Regions from separate parts of the Hordeum vulgare genome. Here region 1 is linked to region 2. Evidence: chromatin contacts called from public Hi-C data. All regions are on one chromosome and are shown on one strand. The core of a region is the stretch at or near the end of the contact, and the rest is flanking DNA. Distances in the headings are between cores, read along the strand shown. Region 1 has its middle 250 kb from the start of LOC123440143. Region 2 has its middle 32 kb from the start of LOC123440143.

Region 1 (4,051 bases), core at 402-2,901, 280 kb before region 2:
CTCAATCCCATCTAAATTCACAAATATGCGCGCCCCGTTAACCAACCATGCATACCGCTCGGCACAAGCACAAGTACATACTCACCGGCTGCTCGGGGGCGGTGGCTCGGCTGATCCGGGGAGCCGGTGTACTGGCTCGGTTGAAGATGGTACGGGCGCCCCCGCGACGCGATTCTGCCCGCAGATTTGGCCAGAGTCGTCAACGGCAGACGGGAGAAACCAATGGCGGGCGGCGGTGAAAGAGGGTAGGGAAAGGGCGTGGGCTGAAATGTCCCTCCCGCCAACCGCTTTCCTGAGATACGGGGCACATTAGGGGTGGGGCGGAAACCTACGTTTTCACGGGTTGGGGATGGGATTTTTCCGCGCCCTAAAAATTATTACGGGACGAACGCGTTTGCGGGGTCTGGTCGGGCAACATTTTCTACGCCGACCTGTATTTTGACGATTATTTTGCGGGTCGCGGCTTTATACAGGGTCTATGAGAGATGCTCTAACAGAGCAATCATGTGAGACCGCAGAGGTGCGACAAACGATTACCGGCGATACACGGGCAACGGTTGGAGGTGTGTGACTACGTTGTGTAGGAGGAGCGTCGGGGCGGTGGGGAAGTCATGCTTCAGATAGGGCGGCTACGGCGGCCGGTTGTGCGGCCTTCGCGAAAGGTGCGGGCTACATGCGCATAGTACGTCTTTTTTTCGGGAGAAGGAGGTGGGAGCATACTGGTAATTTTAGTCATGAACACAACGTGAGGACGTCGGATGACAGAGTTTTTGTTCACTCGCCCGAAGAAATGCTAAACACACTTTGAACATGGGTTCATGCAATATTGATGGTTAAATTAAATTAAGTGCTCTGCACATAAGCATGTAATTCATTTTTGTTGTTAGGTTGTTCATAATAAAAATATCATAAATAGTAGTATTATGTATGTCAACTAGACAATTTAGATAAGGTGACATAAAATTAAATGAAAAAAAAGATTAAGTATCACCGTTCCATATTAAATGTTTGTTAGTATGTGTCATGCATGATAATAAATATACTACCATATGATACTATGCATTACGAATATAATATGATACTTAATATGATACATTAATATCGTATCCATGATACTAGCATATGATATTTCCTATTACGACTTGCCTTATGTCTAAATTAGACTGGATGCACGTAACGATGAATATGTTTTCTTGTTTAATAATAATATAGATTAAGTTATAAAATAATTATGCCCGGCTGCAGCACACATGCACAAACGCTGTATCGTGCAAGCAACGTAGCAGTGGCAACCACCATTCCCGGCGGAAGACACATCGGCGCGCTGCCGTGTCCCATCTCGGCCATCAAGCAGCACACGCTAGCCAGCTATGAAGGAACAGCAACATCATAGGAATTTAGGAAGAGCATTACGGCGGACCGCCTCAAGCCCTCGTCTCAACTCACGTCGGGATCGCGCCCCATAACGAGCCGCGCGGCGAAAAGGACGCGACCAGTCGACCACCGCCTGTCGACGAACGAATCCCCACCCCCCGACCCTGCGTCTCGCTGGACCTCCCCGGCGCCACGCACCAGCTGACACGGCACCCGCACAGCACGCGCCGCTGCCGTGACAGCCCAGGGACGGTGTCCAGGACCATCGAGGCGCGGGCGAAATGATTGCCCGCCCGAGCCCGTCGCCGTCGACCGCCCTCCGGGTCACGGGAGGTTGGGCCGCATGTGTGTGCGGATGGTCTGATCGATCGGCGAACAGTAGCGATCGGTCGGGTGCCGTCCTCGTCCACCGGCCGGGAAAGCGCGCGCGCATCTGATCGGGGACGCTGACCGGCGTTTAAACACGGGGCCCTCCGCCTGTCAGACCAAACGGTGCCCGTATGGGTTTAGGGGGTGATGATGGGGCTGAACAGTCGCGCGAATTGCCTAACTGGTGGCCGCCTAATGGGAAAAGGTCTGCCTGATGGGTGGGGACACAGATCAGGTGCATGTCACCGTGTGATTTGCGTTTAAATTTAAATTTAAACTTTGCGAAAAAATTAAAAAAAATCATGCATGTTCACAGCACATATTAAGATAACCCTTAAAAGATTCAGATCAAAATTCGAAACATACATCATGAAATAAAAAAGAGAAATCTGTCATGAATAGTCACGAATGGTTCTGTGTAGACTGTTCACATCTGAGTTTCTCTTTTTTATTTCTCAGTGTATGTTTTGAATTTTGATCTGAATTTTTTAGGGGTTATCTTAATATATGATGTGAACATGCATGATTTTTTTTCAAAATTTTTCGTAATGTTTAAATTTAAATTTAGACCGCAAGGCACACGGTGACATGCAAACGTGCATGTCACCTCATCTGTGTCCGATGGGTGGTCTCTCTCGTGAGTACTACCGCCATCTTCACTTTCAGTCAACTTTTTTTCCCGCAATAGTTTCAGTCGACTTCATTGACGCCTAGTAATAATATCACCAATCTAAACGAAAATGTCTTTTAAAGCTCGGCCTCCATGAAGATCGGTTTTTAAAAAACCCAAAATTCATCAAAATTCATATTTTTACAATTCAAAAAAAACCCTAAAAATACAGATATTCATGGAAGCGTAACACATATGTGCGTAAATTTTTATGACGAAATACGTTGAAATAAGGGTTCTGTAAAAAAGATAAATTTGAGGCTTTCTAACAGATTATACTATTCATCCTCAAAGTCCACATATTTGTCCTTTTTGTATAGATCGAATTTAAAGGTATTTTATCCTGATTTTTTATACATATATACATTTCATCCATGTATACTTGCATTTTTTCAGAATTTTTTAAAGTCAAAAAATTTAAATTTTGAATTTTTTAAAAATAAAGGGTTCCATGGAGCTCGTTCACCAAAACGTCCATACTCCAAGCTAAACATCTTACATGTTTCGTGACTAATTTTGTAGCAATGGTCTGTGCTTTGGGATCGACACACTAACACTTGATGGAGCTTTGACGAGATCATAACTGTTGCAAGCGATTGTGGCCACTTTCCTCTTGCCTCATCCATCACTCGGACAACGTCTCATCCTATAGGGATGCTCGCCACGGCTGTCCCATGGTCGTGCAGACCCGTCCCCGCGCCTCCGTTGCAAAGAAGCATTCAATCTTGATGTGGTTCATGGTCTCGTCACGATGGTCACATAGTGGGCACACACTTTGATGGGTAGGCCCCTTCTCGCTAATCTGGAGGATCGGGCTGCAGGTGGGATTGACCGCGGACGTCCCGCCATAGCCCACTTCGTCCCACCATGGTCTGGTGGGTGATAACTAACAACGCACTACAATTTAGGTGGATTAGCTGGGAATAAGTGAGATTCCACTAAAAATTTGTATAACTCACGCTCGTGAATAAGACGCTACCGCTGCACACGCTGGAGTAAGTCATGGCTGCAATGACGCCACCATCCCCGCGCCATCCAAACGGGTTGCTGGAGCCAAACCTCGACCCACAGTTCAAGCGCTTCTTGCTCGAGGCCCGCAACCTCAGGTTGCTTCAGACTTTGCTGCTCTTCGAAGTGGTCAAGGAGGAGGCGCACTCCCATCAGGGCGTAGCACAAGTGTTCATCGGCGCTCGCGTTCGGGGCACGCCGTGGAGTGACTGATAACCCACAAGTATATGGGATCACAATAGTTTCCGAGGATAGAGTATTCAATCCAAATTTATATATTCGACTCAAGGGGAAGCCAAAGAATATTCTGAAGTATTAGCAGTTGAGTTGTCAATTCAACCACACCTTAAAGATTTAGTATTTGCAGCAAAGTATCAGTAGCAGAGTAGTATTATAGCAGCAGTAGCAACAGTAACCAGTAGCAGCAAAGTAACGTAGCAGCAGTGACAGAAGTAGCAGCAGAGTAACGTAGCAAGGACCAGTAGTGAAAGACTTGTAGGCAATGGATCGATGATGGATGATTATGCCGGATGCTATTCATCATGCAACAGTTATAACACAGAGAGATAAAACTAGCTCCCGTTCATCGATCTAATGTAGGCATGTATTCCGTATGTAGTCATGCGTGCT
Region 2 (3,693 bases), core at 496-2,995:
CAAGGGGATGCTCTTGTCAACCACAAGAACGCCGCTTCTACGTCGATAGTGCGTCGGTGGGACTCTCACGTAGGGAAGATTGAAGCCGGGGTAGTGTTTTCATGCGGTGTGGGTGGGTCCACTTCTCCCGTCGACGACTCAATATCTTCGGATGTTGTTGTCCATACATCGTGTGTCCTCCGGCACGACACTCACTTTGCTTCTACACTAACCAGGTTTCGTTGCGCATGCCTACCGAGCTCTGTTATGACGTTTTATGATGATACCGACCTTTGTAAACTTTATTTACCCAATCTTGTGTTCACGTGTGCAGTTTCATGCTATCAAAGTGGTTCAACCTAGTTTATGTTATGCTTTTGTTTACGGGTGTAATTTGAATCTGGCGCCCATTCTAAGTACCGCTTTCTGAAGAAACGTTACAAGATTTCCACTAATTATTGTCTGGAGTAGTGATTGCTCTCACCAAAAAGATTATCATCGATCACTTAAAATAGGCTTGGGCGGTACATATGATTATACTCTCGTCACGGCCTTTCGGCCTGTGCATATGTAACTTTCGCGTGTCCTGTCAGGTAGTAGCTTCTACAAGCAGCCGGCGCTGGCGAGGACGAGCTCCAGGTGTCGATCGGGATCTTGTTAATCAGCGGTGGTGGTGGTGGTAGAGTATAACAACAACACTGTGTCTCCGTGATGGTGCGGTGCAAGGATGGACGTCCGTCCGTCCTGATCCGCTTGGCTTATCCCTCACGCATGCCGTTGCGCGAGCGAGGCATATGCATATGCAAGGTCATGTATGCCTATGACGCGATGCCTGGACGGAGACGGAGACGGGGACGGCGACGGATCCGATTAAGAAACTCAGGCCGGTCGTTATGTTAGGTACCAGTATACGTACGTAGGACAGTGCACGCACTCAAACTTTCTTCACCTCCCCTTTTCTTTTTCTGTTGTTGTGGGTGAGCCTGAGGAGACGTCGTCGTTGGTTCCGGTACGTGATGAGAGCCGGCGCACGCGACTTGGTTTGTGCCGCCGATCGAGCCGAGCCGTCCATGGACGGGACGTTGAGATGCATGGTTCGTCGAGTTTGCTGACCGCGCGGGTCTGTTTCTACGATGGGTGGCCGACTGTTTCGGGGGTGTTTGATTTCAATGAACTAGGTTTTTTTTTTATTCACGGATTAGGAAAAAGATCCTCGAGTAAAGCCTTTTTCTAGTCCCTTAAGATAAAATTCTTTCTGTTTGGTTACATAAGGACTAAAAGAGACTTTTTCTAGTCTAACTCGTGTAACAGAACATGGCCTTTGTTCGAGCGATCGGTTAGCTTTAGCTAGCTAGGCCGGCGTAGCGCGCCTGCAATTCGGGCGCACGTAACCGTGTCGTGAGCCGACTCTTTTCTTTGCCCTTGGGAACGGAGCAACGGCTCCCGTCGTCAGCGCCATCAACTTTCGGGTTGCGCGGTCAGTTATCGCGTGCTCACATACGTCTGTGATACGTGACGGCGCGCTCCCTCCGGTGCCGTGCCACCAGTGTGTGATAAGGTGATATGCGTTGCTGTTGCCTAAAAACTTGGAGCTAGCTAGCTGCGCCTGCGCCTCCGCCTCCGCACGGGCATGGGTTCTTGCTACGTGTGAATTCCATGGGATGGATGTACGGCGGGTCCAGGGCCAGAGCTAGGGGCTGGGAGGGGGGTGGTTGCTATCTCAAGTTGCCGCAGCTGCTAACGACAACCTGCTGCTGGCTACGCACCATACAGGTGAGCCGCCATCCGTCAAACGGCAGAACCAGCGCAGAAACCGCCTCAGCTGGGTGTACGTACCTGGCCTAAAAGGTTGGCACGCATGTTGGTTGTTCCTTCCGTTGCGCATGCTAGCTAGTCTAAATATATGCATAAATTTGCAACTTGAGCATGTCATATTGGATAGTAGCACGAAAAATATACAGGTTGGCGGGACCATTTTCCGTCCGTGACAAAGAAAAAGGCGAGAAAAAGTGACAATGAAGTAAAGGGTCCAGATTGGAACGTGCGGCCCGGACGGCCATGGAACCGTGGCAGACCTTTCGTCCTTTGTGTCGCCGCCGGCGCCGGCCCAGCGCGGCTACTTACCTCTTCTTTCGGAGAACGTCGCCGATTACACCTTTTTCTTTTTAGTATAGAATGTGGCTCTGAATACAGGGAGCTCCTTTTTTTTTTTGAGAATGAATACATGAAGCTTTTTTTATCGACAAACTCCGAGGCTTTTTATTCAAAAGTCACAATGTTTACAGGGAGCTCCTAATCAGCGTTGTAGGCGCCCGTTGGTGCTCCTGGGGCTCGCTAGCCACGCATAACGGGCCTGCCCAGTAACCTCTGCTAAAAAGAAAACATGAAGAGAAAAAGACATTAATCATGATCGAAATAGGGATCACTGGGACTCGAACTAGGCACCACAACGCTGACAATCCTAACGCAATGACGAGAGCTCCTTTTGGACGCTAAAACCGTCGCTTGCCACTAGAGCAAGCGATAGCAAATGTCTAAGCTGGAGTACTACATTTGGAGTAATATGTACACCGGCAAATCTATTTCTTTTTAAATGAACATTCCTTAGGAAAAAAATCTGAACAATTTTCTTTCAAAAAATTTATTAATGTGTGAAAATTGCGAATTTTTTTGGAAATTCAAACAACCTTTAAAACATGACAAAACAAATTGAAATTAAAAATGTTGAACAATTTTTAAATATACATTGAACATTTAAATAAATATGTGCTGAAGAATTTTTAGATACACACTGAAATTTCTTGTCATATACACTGAACAAAATATTAATTTAAAATACATCTTAAGAAAATTGTCATATATGTTAAATAGTAATATTTAAGTATACATTGAACATTTTTTTATATATTCTTAATAAATGTTAAAATACACAATGAACTTTTTTTTCAAATATGTTGAACATTTTCTTAATATACAGGGTGAATATGTCTTAAATAAAAAATGAACAGTTTTGTATGAAATACATAATAATATTTGTATAAATACAAGAAAAAGGAAAGCAATGAAAAAGGAAGACTAAAACGCAAGATGGAAACAAAATATAAAAATTAATAGAAACATAAACAAGTACAGGAAAAAATGTCAGTTGGCCGGCCCGAACCAAGATGTAGGGAGCCGAACTTCAGCGAAGACTCGTCCTTTTGACTCTCATGAGCGTCAAATAGGATCTGCCCGCAATAACCACTAGACCAAATTAGTTATGGTGTCGACTACTCCCTCTTTTTCAAAATATAAGGTGACGTTTGACTTTTTTTGTCTTTGTTGCACAACTTTTACTATAATTTAACATGCTATATGTCTATCAAATTCGTATACAGATAAATAAAATAACTTTTTATGCCCGACAAATACAAAGATGCTATTTATACATGTTCAATCCATATACTTCGATATATACTAGTGGTCAAAGTCGTGCATCAAAGACCGTACAAAGTCAACTGCACCTTATATTTTGGGAAAAAGGAAGTAGAAGAAAACAGTGCTAGTTAACTTTTGGCTTAGTAAAACGTTAACGAATACCCAATATAAATTAACTGAAAAAAGAAAACCTAAATTTAAAAGCAAGTTCATGGATTTTGGAAAAAACTAACTTCAAAAATGTAAAAGAATTTTAAAAAATCCATCAATTTTCAAAAAAAATCATCGCATTTGAAA

The links. A called contact is a pair of places that touch in the nucleus more often than the background predicts.
Region 1: a contact with region 2 is called in a Hi-C map of seedling, with 2.4 times the contacts expected there. The contact joins two enhancer-like sites. A contact is called at or near these places in 2 of 6 Hi-C or Micro-C datasets (leaf and seedling).

Annotation. Positions count from the first base shown.
Region 1 is chr1H:396,249,346-396,253,396 of MorexV3_pseudomolecules_assembly, reverse strand. No RefSeq gene overlaps it. Among protein-coding and RNA genes, the nearest start is that of LOC123440143, 250 kb to the right of the region's middle. Within about 2 kb of position 1,651, at least 3 of the 3 cell types and tissues checked have open chromatin away from gene starts, as enhancers often do. A contact at or near this core is called in leaf and seedling, where this site is marked.
Region 2 is chr1H:395,970,538-395,974,230 of MorexV3_pseudomolecules_assembly, reverse strand. No RefSeq gene overlaps it. Among protein-coding and RNA genes, the nearest start is that of LOC123440143, 32 kb to the left of the region's middle. Within about 2 kb of position 1,745, at least 3 of the 3 cell types and tissues checked have open chromatin away from gene starts, as enhancers often do. A contact at or near this core is called in leaf and seedling, where this site is marked.